3 separate regions of the Mus musculus genome follow, and regions 2 and 3 are each linked to region 1. Evidence: chromatin contacts called from public HiCAR-type and promoter capture Hi-C data. All regions are on one chromosome and are shown on one strand. The core of a region is the stretch at or near the end of the contact, and the rest is flanking DNA. Distances in the headings are between cores, read along the strand shown.

Region 1 (3,403 bases), core at 636-3,135:
CCATCAGTCTTCCTAGCTGTCTTTTCCAGATGATCCTGGGATGTTTCTGGTTCTCATGCCCTACTGATATCCCAGCTGTGTGCCCTAGTCTTCCCTGGGTCATGAGAGCCTATTCCTGGTTTTTCTCTCTGTCCTGCTCAGAGTTCTGAGCCCAGCACCTGATCCCTGTTTGGTGGCTTTCCGTGGGAGGTTCCCTTTTCTTGGGCCACATCTCTTGCAGCCAGAACCATGGCTCACTTTGGCTACTATATTAGACTCCTCTGGCCACTATAACAAAGCATCACACATTGGGTGGGTGGCATAAACTTTGGAAATTTCTTTTGTCATGGTTGTAGAGACTCGGGTCTAAAATTAGATCTGCCGGGCTTACAGCTGGGGCTGCAGGGCCCTGGAGAGAGCCGTCCTTTGCCTCTTCTGGCTTTGGGTAGCTGCTTGAATCCTTTGGTCTTTGACTGCCTACCTCTCCTGGTCTCCCATAGCCCATTATCTGTGGTCACATGTCTTCTCTTATATACAGATCAAGTCCCTCTCTTCTTTTTATACACATACGTGCTACATTCATAGCCTAAACTCTCTGAGAATGTTCAGTTGAACCATGAGCCACCCCCGTGTAGCCTCCAGTGATGAAGGCAGACACACATTTTTGGGAACTGAGTTTCAGCAAACCATGGCCACTGCCCTTCACCACCATGGACTGAGGAAGAAGAGAAGATTCTGTTATCTAGAGAGATTTCCACCTCTGACTGACCAGCTAGAGCTGACCACAGGAGCCCTGGATCCACTGACTTGGAATACACTAGAGAGAGAGAGAGAGAGAGAGAGAGAGAGAGAGAGAGAGAGAGGAGTGCGGAAGGAACCTGACACTCTTAAAGGAAGATCAAGCTGGGGACACAAAAGCCAGAGGCCAGACTAACTAGAGCCCTAAGGGGAGAGGCAAGAGCATCTGTTCAATTGTAGAAGGTTCCCGAACTCTAAAGAGGGGATCAGTGGAGAGCCTTCCTGGGGGGGACCTGGAGACTTCACTGCAGGTCACAGTTAGGCAAGAGGTGCCAGCCTGGGCTCAGCGTGTGGATGTCTTGATTTTGTAATTTTTGTTTCCGAATAGAGATTCCGTATTTCAGTACCACCCTTCCAGACTTTGTTTAGCGTCCTGGTCAAGTTTGGGGTTGCTATGTGGGCGAACCGATTCCATGTTCTGTCTGTCCTGTGCCAGTGGCATCAGGTTGGTTTGCAGAGAGCAGCACTCTGCTTCCCTAGCGCGAGTCTTTGTCGCCTGCAAGGACGCTCCTACTCCACTAGTGTCTGAGGCTGGGAGTGGACCAAAACCCAGTCTGTTATCCCGCACAGCGGGATCCCAAGGCGGTGTTTAAATTACAGAAAGGGAGGTCAAATGAGTTCTTGGCAGGGCTTTTTGCGGCGTGCTTAAAGTCAGCTTCTGTTTCAATTGGGATCACAGGCTCCTGCGCAATGACAGCCAGGAGCTCCCTCAGCGAGTACGGCTCCTCATCCTTTCCCAAGAGCTCCGGCTGCGTAGGAAGGATATCGAGAGCCCACAGACCACTGTCATGTGCAGAAAAAGGTGGAGGGTCCTGACCCGGTCCCTGAAGATGAAACTACACAGAGGTTTAAGGAGACAAAGTTCACGCCTCATCTTAGCACCGATTGTTTATAATAGGTCACTTTCCTGGCCAGAGCGTATTAGAGACTTAGACAAAGGGAGGGAACTTTCCTGGTCACTCTTCCTGGTGCAGATTTTTAATTTCACAAAAATCGAATGGGGTTCCGGGACTTGCGCCCCGCCCGCCTCGTGGGGTCTCATCGCGAGCGCGCAGGCAGGGGGCGCCCGAGCGCATCTAAAAGGAGCTGCGGGCAGCGGGTGGCCTCAGTGGCAGAGCGCGGCTGGCCGCGGTGCGTGGCCAGGAGCGGTCGCCTAGGGGCTGCACCGCCGCTCGCACAGGACACCGGACACCCAGCCACGGGCACCCGACGGCGTTGCTCTGCGTTCCTCTCACTGCGGCCCGCGCCCTGCCAGCCACCTACGCTCGGTCCCCGCGCATCCCGGGCTTCCGATGGCCCCCGAGGCCAGGGCGTCCCCGCGCCTGCTGCTCAGGGCGGCACTGCTGCTCCTGGCGGCGCTGCTACCGGTGGCTACCTCAGCAGGACCCCCAGGTACGCGCACGCCTGACTCTGCGGTCGGCTAGGCTGTCCTCTGCCCACCCGCTTGTCACTCTGGGGGACCACTGTCCCACACTGGCTCTGTGTTGCCCGCGTGCGTGTCTTGTCACTAACCTGTGCATCCTCGTGAGTGGAGTCAGGGCGTGCTAGGTGTGGGCACTAGGCACTCTGAGTATGGGAGAAGTGTGGACACGGAACACACAAGAGAACTGGGGACTGAAACTTGTCTAAGTGCCCTGGAGATCCAGGCAAAGGAAAGGAGAAGTGACTTTGGGCATCGCACTGGGGGTGGGGGTGGGAGTCTGGGGGGGATAGAAGTCGGGGGGGGGGGCACTCTCTTTGGTCAGACTCTCCTCCGGGTTGAGGGTGAGCATCTTTCTGTCATCTTCTTCACCTGTCTCGATGTTGGATAAGGTCACTGAGGGAACTCAGATGGAAACTGAGGGGCAGGACTGTACTCCAGGACCAGCAGCAACTGAAGTCCTAAGCTTGGGAACTTTGCAGCTGGAAGAAGACATTTGTCTTTCGAGGAGGGAGAGGGAAGTGGGACCGTCAGTGAGTTCCAGAGAGCCTAACCCACTCCAAAGGCCAGGCTGCAGCCTGGATGGACACTTGCTTTGCACAAGAGGCTTAGCTGACTCTGCTTTCTTGCGTGTTTCACCAGCGTCCAGATGGTTACACAGTAGTGGGCTTTCACGCCTATGTCCTTGGCGTCTTCGTGTCTAGCATGCATGCATTTCCACACTTGGAAACCATGACTTTTGTTTATGGCATCAATTTGTAGGAACCTGAAAAGTGGACTCCCCTTCCCCTTTCTGGTATTATTCAGTGGCAGCAGGGCTGAAAACAACAAAACAAAACAAACTTCTTTTCCAACAGGGGCCACTAGTTTTGCATGCTGGTGTCTGTATTGCGCTCCCCATAAGGATAAAGGGAGAGCGCTTGGTGACCTCTTGGTAGTATCGGGTGCTACGTATTCTGGTGTTGAGTTCCCTTTTTCTAAAAGGGTCATACAGAAGTAGGGGTCCTTTCTCTTCCATTTATGATCTCAAGGCAAGTATTCCCTTCATATTTTATACAATGTCTGACAGAATAAATCTCTTCTAGCCTCCCAGCTTCCCCACCTACAATCCAAAGGCTTCGTTCTTTCTAAGCTCAAGTGTTCCACTCTTTCCAGTGAAAGGGTTCTTGTTACAGAAAGCGATCTGAGAGTGGGGGCCTTGGAAAG
Region 2 (3,623 bases), core at 789-3,288, 140 kb after region 1:
TTGCTGGAGTTCCGTGGTGACCGAACACCCCTTTGAATGTTTACGTTACTGTGTCTGACTTCTTTTCAAAGGCCTCTGGAAAGCCAAGTATGACCACACTTGAGACTCAGCTTCACCAGCCCACCCTGAATAATGGGGTTTAAGGCAAATAAATGACCCAGGCAAGACGAACCAGAGTGGCAGGGAAAACTCCAAGTGCAAAGCAGAGACCGTGGGTGGAAGAGGCTAGTTCACGTGCTCTACATCAGGGTATTATGAAGGAGTAGCTCCAAGCCCACCCCTGCCTTCACCCTCCTTCCCCCACCCACTACCTCCGTGCCCATGCAGAAACAGTGGCATCTCTGTAGCTAACAGGTGCCTGCATCTGAGAAACCTGATGAGGTCTTTTTTGTGGTGCTGGATGAGACCCCAGGTCCAGTATCTCCCCACTCTTCCTCTTCAACCCTCATGAAAGCACCCTAGAGCTAAGCCAGTGGCTCTTAACCTGTGGGTCATGACCCCTGTGGGGGTCAAATATCAGATCTCCTGCATATCAGATATTTACATTATGATCCATAGCGGAAGCAAACTTACAGTTATAAAGTAACAACGAGATAATCTTATGGTTGTAGGTCACCACAGCATGAGAAAAATGGATTAAAGGGTCCCAGCGTTAGGGGGGTGGAGAACCACTATCTCAGCCCATTCAGCAGCTACTGGAAGCTCCTGCCCACCTGTTTGCCACACACATATGCCATGGCATAAGAACAAATATGTCTAAAATGCACTTACAGTGACAAGCATTAAGATACTGAACTGGACACCTTTAAAAAGTTTCTAATTCTCCGTAAAGAGAAGTAGCAAAATTCCTCCTTAAGAGCAACGGCCATCAGATCAGCCCTCGTTGTATCCAACCTTCTAATGTTTGCCCACTCTATACTCACACCACCATCTCCTTTCATGGCTGACCCCATCCCCACTGAGGACAAGTTGTCACCAGACAGCTGAAATGTCACTTGAGATACACCACAAGAGCAACATGCACACTAGATTTTAAAGATTTGTATAAAAAAATAAATTCCATTCCTCAGGTTAATATAGGCCATGTAGCGTTTTTGCATAATTTAGTAGTAAGTGGCTAACATTAGCTGTTCTCTCTGTTTTCTGATGTTCTGAAACACACACTGCTCGCATCTGTGACAGGATTTTTGTTTCTATTAGACAGCAGCTTACCACAGGGGTCACCAAATCAAATGACCGCATAGGTTAGCTGGTAATGGCAGATTCCTGGGCACACTGGTGGATAGCGGTGGGGACTGGGAGAACCTAAAGCATGTGCCTGTTTGAGGCCGGCGTCCCCCACTCTAGCTCATCCTAGCAGGCGGTTGCCTGAACCTCCTAAGCTTATGTAGAAATTTCCAAGCTCTGGGTCGCTTATTCCTGTGTGTGCTCGTTTGTGTGTGTGTGTCTGTGTGTGTGTGTGTCTGTGTGTACACAAGTGAAGTTTTTAATTTTAGGTATTGGCAAGCATGCTATAGTTTTGTAACCTAAGGTAGCACTGCCCATGTTACGTCACAGACAACACACATGTGAGCCGCAGGCTGGTGACAGCGCTCCACTTACTCCATCTCTGCCAAGCCCAGCCCTCAATCGTATTCCTCGCCAGCCTCTTGGACAGGCTGTTTCATGACTCTTGACACTCACGTGAGTAAATAAATGGATGCCTGGGTTCTAGAATTTTCTTATTTTAAGTGGTCCTGGCCTGGAGGGAAGGTGAGAAACCGGATCCTTTGCCTCCTGAGAGCCTTCTCATTTAAACTAGATGTCTACAAAACATACATATCCTGTTAAAAGAAAATTTAAAAAGGAGCTACTTAAGCTGATGCAGAAATGAGGCCCATAACTCTAGATGAGGGCCTGGGTATTCTGAGCTAGAGCCATGGAGCCCGGAGGGTCTCTGAGATCCTTCCTTGCTACCCAAGCTTGGGGCCAGTCTCACTGAGGGAGAGATCCATGTGTCACCCCCTCTAAGAGGCCAGGCTGAGAGCTGAGTGGGATAAACACTGGCCACCAGACAGCACACAGAACAGGTCATTCCGCCTAAACCTAACACCCTGAGTCACTGGGCAAGATGACTTGAAAATAGATTAAATTATAAAAACCATAATCTCAATACACCACTTTTTAATGGGTTCAACATATTAGAAATACTTGAGGTTAAAATTCTTCAAGCAACTTTTTAAAAATTCTGTTAGTTTAAAACATGATGGTTTGTGTTTTAGCTGCAGGAGTCAGACAGCCTTTTCTCTCTTGAAATTCTCCCAAGTCCGCAGTGGGCCACCCACTACCAAGAGGAGGAACCAAGAGTGTGCGTTAACCACGATTACCTTGCTATTGCACAGAACACGTTCTTCCCAATTATATGTAACTTTATACCCCGCAGCCAACTTCTCTGTAATCCTCTGCTCCAACCTTCTCCGCCTATGCTAAACATTATCCTCCTGTGAGATCAGCTTTTTTAAACTTCCATATATGAATAAGACCATGTGATAACTTCCCTATGTATCTCATGTATTTCATTTGACATAATAGCTTCTAGAATAATCTGTATTTCTGTAAAAGACAAGATTTTTTTGTTTGTTTGTTTTTGTTTTGTTTTTGTTTTTCAAGACAGGGTTTTTCTTTTCTTTTTTTTTCCAGCATTTTTTTATTATCTGTTTTTTTTAATTGGATATTTTCTTCATTTACATTTCAAATGCTATCCCAAAAGTTCCCTATACCCCCCCTTCCTGCTCCCCTACCCACTCACTCCCACTTCTTGGCCCTGGCTTTCCCCTGTGCTGGGGCATATAAAGTTTGCTAGACCAAGGGGCCTCTCTTCCCAATGATGGCCAACTAGGCCATCTTCTGCTACATATGCAGCTAGACACACGAGTTCTGGGGGTACTGATTAGTTCATATTGTTGTTCCACCTATAGGGTTGCAGACCCCTTCAGCTATTGGGTACTTTCTCTAGCTCCTACATTGGGGGCCCTGTGTTCCATCCAATAGCTGACTGTGAGCATCCACTTCTGTATTTGCCAGGCACTGGCAAAACCTCACAGGAGACAGCTATATCAGGGTCCTTTCGGCAAAATCTTGCTGGCGTATGCAATAGTGTCTGCATTTGGTGGCTGATTACGGGATGGACCCCTTGGTGGAGCTGTCTTTGGATGGTCCATCTTTTTGTCTTAGCTCTAAACTTTGAGACAGTGTTTTTTTGTGTATCCCTGGCTGTCCTGGAACTCACTCTGTAGACCAGGCTGGCCTCGAACTCAGAAATCCGCCTGCCTCTGCCTCCCAAGTGCTGGGAGTAAAGGCGCGTACCACCACTGCCCGGCCAGAGATTTCTTTATTACGACCAGAAAGTACTCCATTCCACATATAAGCCACATGTATATGAATATGCACATTCATCTATCAATGGGCGCTTAGGTGGATTCTGTATAGTTGATTTTAAATATTGAATTTATTAACTATTAATAGTATGTCATTAATAGGTCAAATGTGAATAATTAAGAAGTTAATGCTTATTTGAGAATATCATACAAGCATACAATGTATTTTGATGACAGTCACTCTCTGTCCCTCCCTCTCATTCCTCC
Region 3 (3,177 bases), core at 357-2,856, 190 kb after region 1:
TTAGTGCTGGCTTTTCAGATACACAGAAAATGATAGGGTCACAGAGCCTTCACCCAGATTCTTAAGGAAGGCTTTGGAGGCAATGTGCAGCAAGGTTAGATCTCCTGTGGGAACATCCTGAGAGAGTAATGTGTGAGGCTGTGAGCATGATGCTTAAGTCATAACAGAAATCCAGGATGTCAGAGACGCTGGAAATGTGGAACAACTTCTAAGGAAAGTGCAGGGAATGAGTGAAGCCAACCTAAGAGAGGGCCCATGTGAGCTATAAATCTCAAGATCATAGAAACAGAATGCCTGAGCCTACTCAGGCTCACCTCACTACAGTACGGAAACCATAGAATTGAAATGTTGTCTTACTAGGTTATTTCGGTACAATGCTCACTTCCTGCCCTCTTGCTCTTCTCTTTGGAATGAATGTCTTTACTCTGTACCTTTGTACACTGGGAATAAGTAACTTCTTTATATTTAGTGTCTCATAGCTAGAAGTTGCTTTGACTCTCAAGAGACTTTGAACTTAGACTTTTGAATAATTTTAAAACTATCAATACTATGGGGACTCAGAAGTTGGACTGGATGTATTTTCATTATGAGGTGGGCATAAGCTTTTCAGTGGTCACGTGTAGAAGAATGCTATGGTTTAAAATGATGTGTCTGGGTGTCAACTTGATAAGGGGTAGACTTGTTAGTAATCACTGTCAATTTGACCGGGTGTAGAATAACTGTGAGAATGTCTATGAAGGTCTTTCAGAAAGGCTTAACTGAGAGGGGAGGGCCAGCTTTGCATAGGGGCAATACTGTCCCATGGGCCAAGAGCCCGGATGGAATAAAAGGGCAGGTAAAGGAAACAAATGGAAGAAATAGAGTTTCCTTTTCCTCTGCTTCTAGGTCTATCATGATGTACTGAGCTTTTCTCCCACCACAATGGACTGATTCCTCTGAAAAGGCCAGCAAAATAAACCTTTTCTCCTTGTACTGGTTAGCCTTGATTGACAACTTGATCCGTCCTGAGGTTATCTGAGAGAAGCCACACTGGGAGATTGCCTAGATCAGATAGCCTCGTGGATTCGTTGATGGTTGTCTTAATGATTAATTAGGAAGGCCTGGTCCATTGTGGGTGGCACATTCCCTAGGCAGGTGGCCCTGGGCTCTATAAGAAAGTTTGCAAAGCAAGAGACAGAGAGTAAACCTTTAAGAAGTGTTTCTACCATTTCTAGTTCAAGTTCCTGCTCGGGTCCCTGCCCTAACTTCCCTCAGTGATAAACTGTGGTCTGGAAATGTAAGTCTGATAAACCCTTAAGCTGCGTTGGTTAGAGTGTTTTATGACAGCAATGGAAGAGAACTGGAATGCTCCCTTAAGTTGCTTTTGTCAGACACTTTGGCCACCGTAACTCATACAGAGAGATGCTAGGCACAAAGACTGTTGCCCCTTCTCACTTCTGGCATCTCAGGAGCAACCATAGGAGCAAACAAAGTCCAATTTACAAACACGGAGAATAAATGCAGCCATTTAGCAGCGTGAAGAACTTTCTGCTCAGCCTACCAACTGCCTCTAACTTGGACCTCAGTTAAGTTCTCAACAGCTGTGTTCCTTTTTGTCCCTGGGATCAGGAAGTGAGCATTACATGTGGAATTGCTTCCTATTGTGTCTCTTGTCTCCTCTTCTGGGCAGATGTCCCACATAAAGGGTCTCTACCAAACTTCATTTCCAGGCTCTTGTTTTTCTTTTTAAAAAATGAGGGGGGAGGGAGGGAGAAAGGGAAAGAGGGAGGGAGAGAGAAAGGGAAAGAAGTCTACAGATTTCTCTCTGCAGACTTAATGTCTGAAACACACCCAGTTCCTGCGCCCAAATAGTTTCCTCTGTGCGTTTCTCTGTGTGTGTTTTATTCTAAACTGAGCCAGGCTTGGAACAAGCCAGGCTGCTTCCTTTCTGAGCCCAGCCTTGAGACCAGGTCTCTACGGGCCATGAGCTCGAAAAGAGTAAGCCCTTCCTCCCAGCCCTTGCCAAGATTCACTAGATGGCATGCTTATACAGGTTCCCCCTTCAAACTACAGGCAGTCCTGGAATCTCTGCTTCAGCCCTGGAAACCTTGACACACGCCATACACAATTGTCAAAGAAAGACCCCAACCCAGGGAAGCTTGGCCACTCCGCGGCAGCCACTGTCGTGACTTCTCTGACCTCAGGTTCTTGCCTGTCAGCGAAGTGAGGCATGCTCATGTCAGCAGGAAAACAGAATCGGATAAGCTTAAAATAGGAGGCTGAGGGAGTAAGCCCCTTATTTGCTTAAGAAGCATAGCTACACCTGACATTAATAAATGAAATGAAGGCTGATCAGTATTTAAAACAACCATACAAATTGGGACATGCTCCTTTAGTCAGGGGAATGTGAAACAAAGCCAGGGGTTGGCAATAAATGAACTGCCTGAGGCCAGTTGTTTCTCTTTCCTTCTTTGTGAGATATTCATGGTAATCAGATTTTTGGAGCATCTCCACAGGCTTCGACTTCTCCCAATGAACTTATAAATCCCTTTGTGTTGTAACAGAGTTCACAGGAGTGTCAGTGAGGAAAGAGTGGGCATCTATAAACTCAGTGGGGTCGTCTGCAAATTCTGCAAATTTCCCCCCAAAAGGTAGGTGCATCAAATATCAATAATATTTTTAGTATGTCCCAGATAACTGGGGTGTATGCTCTACAGAGATTGTCTCGTTTAATCTTCTTTAAGCCCCGAGCTATCTTAGTATTTCCATTTTGTATAGCACTAACCTGAGATGCTCAAAAAGATTGACACCACCAAAAGATACATACCAAGCTGGTGAGACAAAGATTCAACTGCCTGTCAGCAGGCCTTGCAACTCATGTTCTTGATCCCTAAGATTATAAATAAAGCTCAGTTAACCAGCCATCCAGTATTATCACCAACTGTGTGAACAGCTTATGCTAACTGATGACATAGTTGCAATGACAGTGTTACATTCCCTATGAAAGATACAAAGGAAGCACTATGAGAGCAATTGATACCCTGCCTGTACAAGTGAGAATTTGATAACTCATTGGTTAAAAACTACCATAAAAACAAACCAAGTTACAACTGAGGTTAATACACATACTATTGAACATGTATTATTCAATATGTATTATTATATGTGTTGTTCAGAACTCATATAGACATTACCTAC

The links. Promoter capture Hi-C pulls out the DNA fragments that hold promoters and counts their contacts. HiCAR-type assays count read pairs that join an accessible place to other places.
Region 2: a promoter capture Hi-C map of stem cell-derived epiblast-like cells shows a contact between it and region 1, with 2.8 times the contacts expected there. The contact joins the enhancer-like site here to the promoter of Fndc1 in region 1. A contact is called at or near these places in 5 of 39 promoter capture datasets (cranial neural crest, embryonic stem cells, hippocampal neurons and 2 more), 1 of 15 datasets of contacts at CTCF or cohesin (embryonic stem cells), 3 of 484 Hi-C or Micro-C datasets (B cells, the C2C12 cell line and reprogramming fibroblasts) and 1 of 115 datasets of contacts at active chromatin or transcription factors (embryonic forebrain).
Region 3: a HiCAR-type map of fibro-adipogenic progenitors shows a contact between it and region 1, with 6 times the contacts expected there. The contact joins the enhancer-like site here to the promoter of Fndc1 in region 1. A contact is called at or near these places in 12 of 39 promoter capture datasets (the 3T3-L1 cell line, the HPC-7 cell line, cancer-associated fibroblasts and 7 more), 8 of 484 Hi-C or Micro-C datasets (adipose-derived mesenchymal stem cells, cerebral cortex, cortical neurons and 3 more), 6 of 115 datasets of contacts at active chromatin or transcription factors (embryonic fibroblasts, embryonic stem cells, fibro-adipogenic progenitors and 1 more) and 1 of 9 other capture datasets (adipose tissue).

Annotation. Positions count from the first base shown.
Region 1 is chr17:7,825,784-7,829,186 of GRCm38.p6, reverse strand. Fndc1 (fibronectin type III domain containing 1) reads left to right here and starts at 1,885. Exons shown (of 21, transcript NM_001081416.2): 1 at 1,885-2,169. The coding sequence starts at 2,070.
Region 2 is chr17:7,685,181-7,688,803 of GRCm38.p6, reverse strand. No RefSeq gene overlaps it. Among named protein-coding and RNA genes, the nearest start is that of Gm33158, 49 kb to the right of the region's middle. Within about 2 kb of position 2,038, at least 6 of the 459 cell types and tissues checked have an H3K27ac peak or open chromatin away from gene starts, as enhancers often do. A contact at or near this core is called in the C2C12 cell line, where this site is marked.
Region 3 is chr17:7,633,245-7,636,421 of GRCm38.p6, reverse strand. It overlaps Gm33158 (a long non-coding RNA gene), which reads left to right. Exons shown (of 3, transcript XR_385182.2): 2 at 2,544-2,630. Among named protein-coding and RNA genes, the nearest start is that of Gm33158, 2.9 kb to the left of the region's middle. Within about 2 kb of position 1,606, at least 27 of the 459 cell types and tissues checked have an H3K27ac peak or open chromatin away from gene starts, as enhancers often do. A contact at or near this core is called in adipose tissue, fibro-adipogenic progenitors and rod photoreceptor, where this site is marked.